Linked DNA regions of Sus scrofa: all the other regions are linked to region 2. A link is a contact called in public targeted proximity ligation data. All regions are on one chromosome and are shown on one strand. The core of a region is the stretch at or near the end of the contact, and the rest is flanking DNA. Distances in the headings are between cores, read along the strand shown. Region 1 overlaps LOC110260389 (a long non-coding RNA gene). Region 2 holds the start of LOC100523310 (guanylate-binding protein 6). Region 3 holds the start of GBP1 (guanylate binding protein 1, interferon-inducible). Region 4 holds the start of GBP2 (guanylate binding protein 2, interferon-inducible).

The links.
Region 1: a targeted proximity ligation map of alveolar macrophages shows a contact between it and region 2. A contact is called at or near these places in 2 of 5 promoter capture datasets (fetal skeletal muscle and liver), 7 of 47 Hi-C or Micro-C datasets (adipocytes, heart right ventricle, liver and 3 more) and 1 of 2 datasets of targeted methods (alveolar macrophages).
Region 3: a targeted proximity ligation map of alveolar macrophages shows a contact between it and region 2. A contact is called at or near these places in 2 of 5 promoter capture datasets (fetal skeletal muscle and liver) and 2 of 2 datasets of targeted methods (alveolar macrophages and skeletal muscle).
Region 4: a contact with region 2 is called in a targeted proximity ligation map of skeletal muscle, with 5 times the contacts expected there. A contact is called at or near these places in 2 of 2 datasets of targeted methods (alveolar macrophages and skeletal muscle).

What each region holds. Positions count from the first base shown.
Region 1 is chr4:126,937,913-126,941,514 of Sscrofa11.1, reverse strand. LOC110260389 (a long non-coding RNA gene) reads left to right here. Exons shown (of 3, transcript XR_002343637.1): 3 at 3,523-3,602. Among named protein-coding and RNA genes, the nearest start is that of LRRC8D, 56 kb to the right of the region's middle.
Region 2 is chr4:127,176,083-127,179,642 of Sscrofa11.1, reverse strand. It overlaps LOC100523310 (guanylate-binding protein 6), which reads right to left and starts at 2,306. Exons shown (of 11, transcript XM_005663706.3): 1 at 2,077-2,306.
Region 3 is chr4:127,424,861-127,428,327 of Sscrofa11.1, reverse strand. GBP1 (guanylate binding protein 1, interferon-inducible) reads right to left here and starts at 1,924. Exons shown (of 11, transcript NM_001128473.1): 1 at 1,766-1,924.
Region 4 is chr4:127,407,446-127,410,580 of Sscrofa11.1, reverse strand. GBP2 (guanylate binding protein 2, interferon-inducible) reads left to right here and starts at 1,852. Exons shown (of 12, transcript NM_001128474.1): 1 at 1,852-2,104.

The DNA of each region.
Region 1 (3,602 bases), core at 1,050-3,549, 240 kb after region 2:
ACTAGAGGTTAGTAGATGGACAGTGGCAACTGTGGGTCTCAGCACCTTATTCAGGTGAGTTACTATTAAGTGACCAAGCCTGGGCAGGGCAGGACTGGGTTCTAGGTGCATCTCAGTATATTAGAGAAAACAAGGACAGTGTAATTTTTAAGTACCTTTTAAATAATTTCAGTGATCTTAACCATAGATGCTGTGGCAAAGATAGTGTAAAACAAATGAGCAATTTTACCCACGGGGGGGGGGGGGGGGGGAGGAGGGTTCTTCCAGAAACTGCTAGATCCCTAGCTCATGTGAATGCCTGGAACCCCGTTCCCTGTCCCCCCAGTTGATATGGACTCACACACACTTGTGCATGTGCACACACACACGTGCACACATGCACACACATGTCAAGAGCCAAAAGCTCTGGCTGTAGGACTGGCACTCACCTTGCTGTGTCCAGGTTTGGGATCTGGGGTCTCTGACTCCCTGCTTGGAACTGCATGAGCCCTGATCCTTGGCGCCTGCCTGATGGAGACAAGGCTGATCTGAGACTCCTGTCCTGTATGTTGCAGGGTTTTCACCCCAGCTAGGTTTGCTCCTTGCAACGTGACTTCTGTTTGCAGAACTTTCCTGCCCAGCAGACTCTTAATTCCATGTTCTACTGGCACTGCACCCAGGTGTCGAGTGTGTCTTGGTGAGGCATCTCGCTCCAGGTGGGGCACCCACAGTGAGTGCCACCAGTACCCTCAACAGAGGCAGGCTGTGCCTTTCATTCATGCTTCACCGGGTGGTGAGGAGGCTGGCAGGTACTGGGTGACAGTACTTAATACCAATTACCTATTCCAATGGTTTCCTCCTTCCCCCTTTTCCTAACTTACCCGTGGCTATAAATATACCATATATAGATACCTTGGAGGATTCAGTGAGTAATACTTACATAAGCTCCACGAAAGCCAGAACTAGTATCTCCCAAGGCCCGATGCTTGGCACATGGGCAGTGTTCAAAAAATACTTGTTGGGTGAGTGAATGTGAGTAATGCAGTGATCCCTCCCGCTTTATGCTGTTCCCTCCACGCTGACGGATCACGTAGCACAGTTTCCCAATCCGGCCCCCATCCCTCTCTGCCTTGGCCTGCGGAAAGGACGAGCGTTTCCTCTTGGAGAGTTTCGTACCCAGCATCAGGGCGCTTCCCCTCAAGTCAGTCCCCGTAAGCAGGCCTGCTGCTGACGGGCCGCCCTGCTGGCTCCGTGTCCCGTAGGGAACACAGGCTGCGGTTCCGTTCGGCCTCTTGGCCCGATGGCCGCACGGCATCTCCGGCGGAGCGAGGGCGCGGTGCCGGGTGTGTCCTGCGCATGCTCGCTCCAGCCCCAAGTTCCTTTCTGAAGGTGAACATCCCCGACCTCAGGGCCAGTGTATCCGCGAGGCCCATGAAGCCTCTTAAAGACCCACAAAAAGGTTTTAATTTTCTTTTGAAATCAGAAGAAAAGGGAGATAATAACACCTGTATACGAATGATTCCAATCTGGATTATGTTCATCTTTATACCAACACAGTCGTTAGATACTTTCTTTTTTTCTTTTTTGGCTGCCTCCCCCCGCCCCCCGCCCCCAGGCACACACAGTTCCGGAGCCAGGGATCAGATCTGAGCCACTGTCTCAACCCAAAGGGCAGTTTTGGCAACACTGCTGGATCCTTAACCCATGGTGCCCAGCTAGGGCTCAAACCTGCATCCCAGAGATGCCACCCATCCCGTTGCGCCACCGTGGGAACCTTTTCTGCCATAAAATAAAATTCTTATTTTATTTTTTTAAATGGAGGAAGGGGCCTGTGAAAGTCACAGCGGGGCCCTGAGCGTCCTGAGCAGAACCGCAGAGCTCGGCGAGCCCTCGCTGCCCGGGCCGGCTGCTCCCTCAGACACCTTTGCTCTGCGGGCAGGAAGCCGCCTTCCAGGGAGGCACAGGGCCTCCCGGCCTCCCAGCCTCTCACTAAGGCAAACGCTGGTGCAGGACACGCTGGCCCTCCCTCCTGGACCCAAACAGGAAGAGCACACGACCCCACTCTTCTCCAGGTGGACAAACCTCATGTGACCTCGGCCCCTGACTCTCAGCTCATCCATGACTTCATCCCCTTTCCCCTCAAAAGTCAAGCTGCAGCCCGACCTTCCCTCAGACTGGCAGAAAGATCAGGCATGACGTCACCGCCCCCACCCTCATCTCCCACCCCCAGGGCCGGTGACACATTTTCACCCCAGGGCTTCTCCAGTGTGGCTCTGCCCCAGGGTGTGGGTGTCTGGCTGGCCGCTGCTGCTCTTCCTCTCAGCCCGGAGCCAGAGGGAGGCCCGGGAACTGTGACTCAGCAGGTGGCGGCAGCACTTGTTCAGGGCTCTGCGTTGAATAAGGAGTTTGCAGGCAAGTCGGGAGGACAAGTGAGCCAACTCACAAAGAGAAGCTGAAAAGCAAAAGGGGAAATCCAGGGCTGACAAATTCCTAGAAAAAAAAAAAAAATGCAGGAGGCTGGGAGGCGTAGGTTGCTTAAATTAACAGGGCTAATAGGCAGGGCTGGCCCCAGACCTGCAGCAGCTCAGCGCCCAGCAGGCACTCAGTGACCTGGCCATCTGTCCGTCTGTGATTCCAGCACATCCTCTTGCAGGCTCTGGGTCCACCTTGCAGGAGGGAGCAGCACGCCCCAGGCAGGTGGGACAGCCTCGGGGCAGTGACACAGGATCCAGTGAGCGAGAGTGTGTGAATCCGCAGCCCCAGTTTAATCCTTGAGAAAGGAAAGGACCGGGAAGAAGTTATCCTTGAAGTAAAAAGACTAACCCGAGTCAGCGGCGGGGAGGCTGCGCGTGGGCGGAGGCTGGGGCTGTGGGAACTCCTACTTTCTGCTCAGCTTTGCTGCAAAACCTAAAGCTGCTCTAAGAAAGCCTGAGACGTTTTTTTAAAAGTCTGTTCTGTGGTCCTAGAGTCCTGCCGGCATCATGCTGAGGTCTGTTCTAGCTCTAGAGGGAGACCAGATTAGCAAGCTAAGCATCACAATTGCAGGAGCCACAGGCAATGGAACTCCTGAGCTGAGTTCAATGGCTTTGCATATTCTACAGCTAGGAAGAAAGTTACAGCAAATGCTTCTGGGCCAGATAGGCTCTGGTGTAAGAATAACTAAGAGATCTTTTTTTTTTTTTTTTTCTTTTCTTTCTAGGGCCGCACCCTTGGCATATGGAGACTCCAGGCTAGGGGTCGAATTGGAGCTACCGCCTCTGGCTTACACCACAGCCACAGCAGCTTGGGATCTGAGCCATGTCTGTGACCTACGCCACAGCTCGCGGCAGCGCCAGATCCTTAACCCACTGAGCAAGGCAGGGATCAAACCCACAACCTCATGGTTCCAGTTGGATTCGTTTCTGCTGCACCACGACGGGAACTCTCTCTCTTTTTAGTAGATCTGTGCCTAAGGAAAAGTTTTTACAGTCTAAGCCTCAGTCTCCTCATCTGTGGAATGAATGCGGGTAACAGTATTAGCTCCTCCCAACTGCTCTGTTGCAGCCCTGCCGTCTCAGCACTTAAACCACACCGAACTAGGAAGAATGAACAAGTAACTTAAAGGGCTGTTTGGAGAGGGGCGA
Region 2 (3,560 bases), core at 1,057-3,556:
TTAAAAAATAGAAAGTTAAGTCCTTTTTTTTTGGTCCTTTGAGGGCCACACCCAAGGCATATGGAAGTTCCCGAGCTAGGGGTTGAATCAGAGCTGTAGCCACTGGCTACACCACAGCCACAGCGACACAGGATCCGAGCTGTGTCTGTGACCTACATGATCGTTCACTGCACCACTGGATCCTTAACCCACTGAGCGAGGCCAGGGATTGATCCTGCATCCTCATGGAGACTAGTCCGGGTTCACTACTGCTGAGCCACAATGGGAACTCCAATACGTTAAGCCTTAAAAGCACCATTATACCATGGGTGTCCTGGTCTCATATTTTTATTGCTATTATATTGTTTCCTATAATTGCTATGCACGTTTCAGAATCAGAATATATAAGCATGAGATTATGTTCACATATCTCAAATATTCAGTTTCATATTTATAGGTCAGATATTCAAGATGTATCTGATACCATCAAAAAAAAAAAAAAATACCACAACCAAAAATACCAACTCTATCAGTTACGCCTCACGTGGCCTTAAACAAGGCGCTTCATCTATGGAAACCTAAGTTATAAAAGATAATGACAGAGGTAATGTGGGAAAATGAAAGAGGTTTCGATAATAAGATCAGATACCATAAGCTTATGTCTGAGTGCAGCATGCAACACAAAAGAGGATTTCAGCACATGTCTGTTGAATTAGATGGAGGCTGATCTGCAGGAATTGCACTGAACAGGTCAGTCCGTCGCAGGACGCTTTTCAACACAGACTGTAGACCTCGAGGGACTAAGAAACAAGGTCCACAAAGAAAGCAGCCAAGTCAAACACTGCCCCTGCCCCAGCTCCTTTCGGCTCGTTCTTCCGCGTGGGGCGTCAGAATACACAGAGGTAAAGCACGAGCCCCGGAGCCCTTCTAAGGAGACAACGAGGAAGCTGCAGGAAGATGCAAGAGGAGCAACTGCAGCCAGGTCTGTCCTCCCTCCACCATTCAACCCCGAATCAAAACCGCCCACCACTCGCAGGACTAGAAATAGACGGAAGGGGGGGTCACCATGCCCTGGGGGGTGCCCCTCGCTCCGAGCATGCGCACTCTTCTCCGAGCGAGTCCTTTCCCTTTTGCTCGCTTGGCTCCTAAAGACACAGACACACTCCACCCCAAAGAAGCAAAACAGCTCCGTGATTTCTTAGCTGTGAATGAGCCACAGAATTTTAAGCTTCAAATTCACAAAATGCAGCTTTTCAGTCCTGCTCAGGATTGGTTTTCAAAATTTGATCTGCAGAAGAATCATCTAAAGGGATTGTTAAATCCAGACTTATACATGTTCTAAATGCGAAAAATGACTAAATAACCAGAATATAACCATGGAAAACCAACCCGCAAATACAAGAGGGAGGGGGAGAGAGAGAACTGGGGCGGGGGGCGGGGAGCTGGGGAGAGAGAAAGAGGAAGAGAAAGAGTGTTTTGATGAGACTGTCATCTTTTCTGGCTGCCCCCCACCCCCCCGGGACAGGTGGAAGTTCCCCAGCCAGGGTTCGAACCCACTCTGCAGGAGCAACCCGAGCCACTTCAGTGACAACGCCAGAGCCTTAACCCATGCTCCACAAGGGAACTCCAGAGATGGTGATTTTTAACTAATAAAGCTCAGCACTGTGGGGACCAAATTTGTCTCTACAGAGATATTCACAAAGCTCTCACTGTGAAGCTTTCGGAAGTATGACTAATAGAAAGATGAAAATGAAACTACCTCTTTACATGATAAGTCCTATAACCTCCTTGGCAGGAACTGTCTTATTCTCTGAATTCTATTGCCAGTCGCCGAGCTTGAAAGCAGGGCAGACAACTCCCATGAGGACCCTGCCAAGGAGCAGGACAGCCAGGAGGACACACGGTGCCTGACCCTCATTTTGCCGCCCCTGCTGGTCCAGAGAAGCTGAACCTCCCCCACCGCCACCCCCACCCCACCCTTGGATTAAAGCCAGCCTCAGACCCCTGCCCTCCAGACACCAGGACTCCTGTCCTTCCTCGGTTGTCACTTTGAGTCCGAAATCAACCTTGGTTTGCACACGAAAGAGAGGGACATACCTGCTCCACCCCCAAGGGTCCAAGAATGGTTCCGGTGGCCTGTCTCACTTGTTCCTTCCACCTCTCTCTCCCTCCAGTGTCAAGGCTAAAAAAGACTGAACAAGCTCGTCCTCTCTCCCAGTAAAGAGCTGTCTTCAAAGTGAAAATGAAAGTGATCCGTGCTGCTGTTGCCTTCGCAGAGTCACGCCAGGAGCACCGAGCACAGCACCAACGGGGGTGATGGCGCAGGGTGAGAGGAGGCTGCGAAAGGCCAGTGCTCAGCATCACCTCTGAGCACACGCCCCAGCTTTCCTTGGGCCTCCCCACGTGTAAGTTTGCTTAGGGTGGCACAAGTTCCCTTGGCAAACAGGAAAGGAGAAAATCATGGCACAAATGTTAGCAAAATTGTATAAGCCAAGCATATCTCAAGCATTTTTCTCTTAGTGTGGATCCCTGGATGCCCTTGTTCATGAAGAGCTCTTAAAATTTTAAATCTGGAGGTCCCGTCGTGGCTCAGCGGAAACGAGTCTAACTAGCATCCATGAGGATGCAGGTTTGATTCCTGGCCTCACCCAGTGGGCTAAGGATTCATTGTTGCTGTGGGCTGTGGTGTAGGTCACAGATGTGGCTCTGATTGGACCCCAGGCCTTGGAACCTCCATATGCAGCAGGTGCGGCCCTGAAAAAAAAAAAAAAAAAAAAAAAAAAAAAAAAAGACTGCAGTTGCAACAGTTCTTTCCTGTCTCTCATACAACAATTTCTCCTCTCGTTGGACCTAAAAAGCAATTAAAAAAGAAAAGGTGGAGAAGAACTGGTAGAAACAGACACTACAATTTACATAATTCTACTATAGCATACAGAATCTATAAACTCTACCAAACTGTAACATGCAAGACAAATTCTCTAGGCTCCAACATCAGCTTCCCAGGGAAGAAGCACAGGCCAAATCTAAGACACAAAGGCTAACAGACACTGCCACCACGTGGTAACTCAAAAATCATAATTTATCTGGTAAGAGAGGAATTTTCCTGTGAAAAGTACTTGACTGAACTCACCCATATCTCACATCATGCAATACTAATTTTGCCTCTTATGTGTTTCCTAATATTGACTATAATATAGGTTTTTAAAGGTTAATTGTAATGGGAGTTCCCGTCGTGGCTCAGTGGTTAACAAATCCGACTAGGAACCATGAGGTTGCGGGTTCCATCCCTGGCCTCCCTCAGTGGGTTAAGGATCCGGCGTTGCCGTGAGCTGTGGTGTAGGTTGCAGACGCGGCTCGGATCTTATGTTGCTGTGGCTCTAGTGTGGGCCGGCAGCTACAGCTCCGATTACACCCCTAGCCTGGGAACCTCCATATATGCTGTGGGTGCAGCCCTAGAAAAAGGCAAAAAGATGAAAAAAAAAAAAAGGTTAATTGAGATGAAGAGAGAAGTAGTGAGGTCATAAGCTCTGATGAAGAGAATGTTTCCTCTTGGGTTTTCCTTCCCAGAAAAAGAGACTTGG
Region 3 (3,467 bases), core at 675-3,174, 250 kb before region 2:
GGTGCATCCTGGCTCCGTGTGAGAAATTCGCTGTCTCTTTATTTATTTAGTGATCCGTCCTGTTGGCCAGGATGTTCACGGACAGGTCATCATTTGATGCTTGTCTGTGAACAGTTTCCAGAGATTTAGTCATTTTTTCCCCCACTAGTTATCCTTATTTTGGTTCGAATGAGGATCCACAGAACTTCTTACGCAACTATATTGTTGTGAGCCACACGGGTCGTCCACACGCGACTATTCTGGAAGTGAAACCAGTATAACTTACTTTTGCAGATTTTATAAAAATGTGTGACGGGACCCTTCCCAAGCCTTGGTGTGGGCTTGTATACGCAAGGGGCCCTGAACTTAAACTTCCCAATCAGTTTGCCTCCAACTAAGTGGCGGAAAACTCCGCAATATCAACGATTGCATGTCGCTGAAAACCATGCAGGTGCCTGTATATGCGTGTGTCAGGGAACGAAGACAATGACAGTTTAAAAACTCAGGAGGCAGATAAGGAGAGTTGAAGAAGAAAGTTGTTGAAAGGAAACATCCGTATTTCTGGCCAGATACTTTCGAGTTTTCCATTTGGTTCTTTTCCCCATTTTGTAGAGAAGCAGCAGGAAGAGGAGGAAAAGGGATCGGGAGGGGGCGAGGAGGGAAGAGGAGGGGAGGTGAGAAGAAGAGAGAGCCGCCAGACGAGCCGGTGATGAATGAAGCCGCTGCCAAACCAAGGAGTCGAGGGGAAGCGTTGAGGAAACAAGCTCAAGCCCCCTGAGAGCACAGAGAGGGCAGCGTGAAGAGGTGGTGCCTGCAGTGCAGCAGCGCAGAAGGTTCTTCACAGGGGCGCCTGGTAGGAAGGTGGTGGGGCTGAACTCGGCTCCTAAGGGTGAGCAGTGAGCTGGTCCAGGAGGCTGATCGCGTGAATCTGCACTATTTCTAAAGAAGATGCCCGTTTTGAAACAAAAGGCAAATGTATGACCAAAGAGCAGTGTGGTTGTGAATCTACGTCTTTCACTCTGGGTTTCAGGTTTTGTCTCGTCTTTTTTTTTTTTTTTTTGCTTTTTAGGGTCACACTGCAGCATGTGAAAGTTCCCAGGCTAGGGGTCGAATCAGAGCTACAGCCACAGCCACAGCCATGTAGGATCCAAGCCATACCTGCAACCCACACCACAGCTCACAGCCACACTGGATCCTTGACCCACTGAGTGAGGCCAGGGATCAAACCCTCATCCTCATGGATCCCAGTTGGGTTGGTTAACTGCTGAGCCAGGACAGGAGCTCCTGGGTTTCAGTGTTTTCCTTTGTCTTTAACAGTGTCAGGTAGCTGTTTGCACTGTATCTGCTTTCTGTTCTTTCCTTCTAGTGAACATAACATATTTGTAGCAGTTTCAGTTTTTTAGCTACAGTCAGATCACTCTTGTGCAGGTTCCATCAAAGACAATGGTAATTTAATTACCCGTGCAGTCAACACAGACAGAGCATCAGCAAAGAGGAAGACAGTCCTAGGGCACTTGCAGCTCTGATTTACTCCCCTCGCACACAAGCACAGTAAACGCCCGCGGATGGGCTGCCGGCTGGGAACAGCAGGCTTTCATCTGACCCCTGGGCTCACAGCAGGCTCAGCTGCCGCCCGTCTTGATGCTGCTCAGTTTTTAGAAAACGAATTGACCCTTATAAATCCCTTCCCACTCCTGCACCAGCCTGAACTGGGGCTCCATTTCCCAGAGCAGGGCTCCTGCAGCCCTGGAGAGAAAGCTGCTTTGAGGAAAAGGAGAGTTCTTACCTCATTGAGAGTTCTTTCCTCTTCTCAGTGAGACGAGTGGACTTCTCTGTAACTTCTCTGTTTCACGGGAGGGTTTGACTGTTAGTCCACACAGCCAGTGTCGAGGAGCTTTACTGATTCCCTCTAGAGCCGAGTCAGAAGCAAAGCAACCTCTGTAATAGACTTAGAATAAATATGAAACTGAAAGCAATGAATACAAAGCAATGACTCAACAACCATAAAAGGAATTTCTAAAAGCCATCCTGGGAGGAAGGTAAATGGATTTGGCATGATCTTCACGTTCTTTTTTGGGGGGGGGGAAGAGATCTTAGAGATCATTTGCTGTTTTAAAACATGTCTACTAGATGTTTAAATATAATGGACTATATCTCAGGATTGGGGTCTGTTTGAAAAACTATTTAGAATGAGGAAGCCTCCTCATCTTTAAGTTTAATTTCCTTAAAAACGGCCTCACAGTGAACCAGGCTCCTCCTTTATGTGTGGGGTCAGTGAAGAAGAGGACAGATCTGGCGCTTTCATGAACACACAGTCCCTGGAACTTAATTCCCACACGCAGGAAGGGGCTGCATGTCCTGTGCTCAGGTTCCAGGCTCTGTGCTGACCGCTCTACATGCGTTCAATAACTTAGAACAAACATTTCCCCATCGTTTTGTAGAAACTAAGGCACAGAAAATGTACCCTCTTGTCCCACATCGCAGCCCTGTAAATAATCTGAACCAAATCATCCTTGATCTCACACCCTTCTGTCAAACCACTTCACTGTACTGCCTTTCTGTGTCTGCCAAAGAGCAGGGGAAGTCACAGCTTTATGTCTTGATTGTTTTCTAAGAGTTACCTGTGTTAATGTTCAATTCAGTCCTGACCGGAACCAGGCAAAAGAAGAGGGACTGTCTCCATCTTACAGTGGAGGGTGGGTGATGATGAGGAGGGTGGGTGATGATGCCCGTTCCTGTCAACCAAGCTCGTCAGAGGTGGATACAGATTTGATTCTCTGTTTACCCTTAAGCTCACTGCTTTTTCTCGCCCTGGACGAGGAAGAGGGGAGTGAGGAGAAAGGGAGATGGTTACAAGGTTCTCTCCAGATCCCGGCGTGCGCAGGTGTTTCTCTAACCTGGAGGTCAGTGTCTGAGATTTAACAAATAGGACTAAATACTCTGTGTTTGCTCCCTCTTCACCATTATCTTTTTATCTTAAAAAAATTTCTTTTTTTTTTTTCCTTTTTAAGGCTGCACCTGCAGCATATGGAAGTTCCCAGGCTAAGAGTTGAATTGGAGCTGTAGCTGCCGGCCTACACCACAGCCACAGCAACAAGGGATCAGAGCCCTGCGACCTACACCACAGCTCATGGTAAGGCCAGATCCTTCAGCCCGCTGAGTGAGGCCAGGGAGCAAACCCTCATAATCATGGATATTAGTCGGGTTTATAACCTGCTGAGCCACCAAGGGAACTCCCGATGTTGTTATCTTTTAAAATGTTTCTCAGAGAGTGACTTTAATGACCTTTGAAAACTATGATTTATCTGGGTCTTTCAGCTGCTGGAACACACCCAGATTCTTTCTAACTTAGTGGTTTTATGCAGCTTTTTTTTTTGCTTTTTAGGGCCATACCTGCAGCAAATGGAAATCCCCAGGCTAGGGGTCAAATGAGAGCTGTAGCCGCCCACGTACATCACAGCCACAGCAATGCCAGATCCTTAACCCAC
Region 4 (3,135 bases), core at 603-3,102, 230 kb before region 2:
GCCAGTGCGTGTGCTCAGTGTCCTCGGGGTGTGGTCTGAGAAGCCCAGCGGCTCCACAGCCTGCCTCACAGTCGCAGTTATCAGTGCGTTGCTCACTTAAGCCGCTGTGGTGGGTGTGCACTGCAGTGTCTTCATGATGTGACGTCGTCTTTCTCTCGTCACTCATGATATTAGGCCCTGTTCTAACGTTTGTCATCACTTGGGCATCTTCTTAATGTATGAAGTGCGTGGGCATCACGTCCATTTTTCCATTGAGTATCTGTTTTTGTAGAAATTACCTATATAGTCTGTGAAAGGGTCATTTATAATTACATACGTCTTCTCATAGTCTTCATTGCCTCTTTTCTTGATGATGGTGTATTTTGACAATATATCAATTTAATATTGTCATATTTGTTCATCTTTTCTATATAGGTAGCGTATTTTGTCTCCTAGAATACTTTCCCCACTCTCTAATATGTCACAGTATTTTTCCATATTATTTTCAAGAGACTTTACGGTTTCGCCTTTTACATATAGTTCTGCAATCCTCCTTGTGTTGCTTTTTGTGAATGGCATGTGGTTGTAGTCCTTTCCTTGCTTTTCCTTATGCATAAAATTGGACCCAGGACCATTTATTTCCGAAGTCATCGTTTCTGCCTGTAACGGTGTTCAGTGATCCCTGGCCAGCCTTCCTACTCCTGCTTGGCACATACTGCCAGTATTTAACTCTAAGTCAGGATAATATTTTAAATGGGCCTCCACCATCGCTTTAGCATTAGAATTTCTTCAGCCCACACTCACCCTTCTCATTCCGCTGATTCTAATCTCCCTTTTAGTGTAACTCTCTTTTCAACTAAAGAGCAGGTTCCATTTTAGGAAAAGATTTGTTTTATTCAGACCTATGTTATATTGATATTTATTTGTGTATATATCCATATGGAAACTTAGAGGCTAGGGGTAGAATTAAAAAAAAAAGAAGAAATTTCATGGCCTTTTATTGTGTTCTAATCGGTATCCACAGAATACCTCACTCAACATTTGCGGCCTATATGATCTTCTAGAATACACAAAGAACACTTAGGAAGACATGTTTCTTACCTTCTGACTCTTTTTTCCTCACTAAACAATGGGGATAATAATTACCCATACCCGAAACCATAATTATGAGTCTTAAACTACATATGTATACTCTGGCCTAGAAAGCCACTGATAAATGAGAAACATTGTTATTATTGTTCAGTCAGCAAACATAGAGGTATTAAGTGAGGTGGTGGATAGCATGGGTTCTGGAAGAAGAGTTTTGGGGTTCAAACCTTACTCAGTACCTTGTGATTTTAACAAGTTGTGAAATCACTCTGCAATGTTGTGACAGACACACCTGTAATAAGACCAGGAGGGGACAATCTAGGTGAAGAACTTGTCACTCAGTCTGAAACAAGTGGGCCAAGAAGTGGCAGCTCTCCTCACTGTGATTTATTATTTCTTAAGCACTAAGTGCCCGTCCCGGGCTTAGGTGCTGAGAATTCCCACGTGTGTGAGCCATGGTCACTCCCCCGAGAACTCACATTCCTCACTTACTAAAACGAGTAAGTAACCAGCTGCCCTGCGAATGACTCCAACACGCTAGGCAATCGGACCCAGAAAAAAGTAAGTGTTCCTCGTCCCCATGCTTTTCAGACTGGCCCCACTCATGACATAAATAGGCTTATTTTAATTGATCCAGTGGACTTTCATTTTTACTGCAAGCAGTCTCAAAGATATCTTCCAATAGTACAGTTTAAAGATCCCAGTTGAGAAATGACTCCAGACATGCCCATTAACGTAGCTCCTGGTGGCTCCTTTGTGAGTAATTGCCGTGGACTCTGCTTTCAGTTTCATTTTGTGTCTATTTCTTTGCAGCTGTTGCCTGCTGGGTTTGATTTCCCATCATCAGGTTTCTGAAAAAAATCTGCATGCTTCCAGGACTCCAATGGAATAAAGTAAAGCCTAAACTGCCAGGGAGAGAGAAACGAGAAACCAGGGCAGCTCAGCTCAGAAGAAAAGGAAGAGGTTAAACACTATAACTTTCACATTGAAGTAGCTGTCTTTTTTTTTTTCTCACCCTGAAGGATCTCTGCTCCAGGTAAGATTAAGGCTGGGTGGGAAGAGGTTTACAAAATGCAGTAAATATTCTCTAAAATGAGCATCCCAAGACAGGCTGCAGCTGAGCCTGATCTGGCACAGGACTCTAGATGACATGCTAACGTAATCAGGCAGCAGAAGGTCTTGGAAGTGCCCGCTGCTGCAGCTCTGTGCCAGATAACGTTCCAGGAGAGGCAGAGTCTAAACCAAGAGCTTGGATTGTTGTAAGATTCTCTCTTTCTTGACACTTTTAAATATACATTTACCTTTGGTAAAAGGCACTTAATGAAGGTCAGACTCCGTTTCTTTATTGCAAACTGTTCTGATGCTAGGAAGTAGAACTCGGGGACTGTGAGAAGAGCTAACAACTTGTATTTTAGGAGCTTATAACATCCTTGTGTAGCCATTTTTTTCTGAGTCAGTCACTGATGGATTCCCACTTTATAAAAGCGTTATTTCTCATGTTATAAAATCAGACAGACCATCTGCTTTACCAACCGTCCCTGTGAGCCATTGTTTTAAAAGGCGATGGGTCCGGATCATAGAAATGAAAACCATTTGGCGGGGGTGGGGGTGGGAGTGATCATCCACTGAAGAAAGGGAAGCCAGTTAGGAGGCAAGATGCGCATCATAGTAGGTCTAAGCCCTCAGCCAGGGCAAATCGGAAGTCGTCAATGATAGTAGAAGAAAGCCTTGGTTTCTTTAGGATAAGAACAAAAACTGGCAGGCTGCAGTCTGCATTTGTTGGTATCTCAAAAAGCTAACAAATGTTTATCATGAACAGTTCAGGTTACAGAGATTGAGACATCGAAGTTCAAAAGATAACATTAAGGCATCACCAAGATTCTTTTTGCTTTTTTTTTTTTTTTTTTTTTTTTTTTTTTTTTAAGGGCCACACCTGTGGCATATGGAGGTTCCCAGGCTAGGAGTCTAACCCAAGCTGTAGCTACCGGTCTACACCACAGCCACAGCAAGGCCAGATCCTTAATCCACTGAGCAAGGCCAGGGATCGAACCAGCAACCTCATGGTTC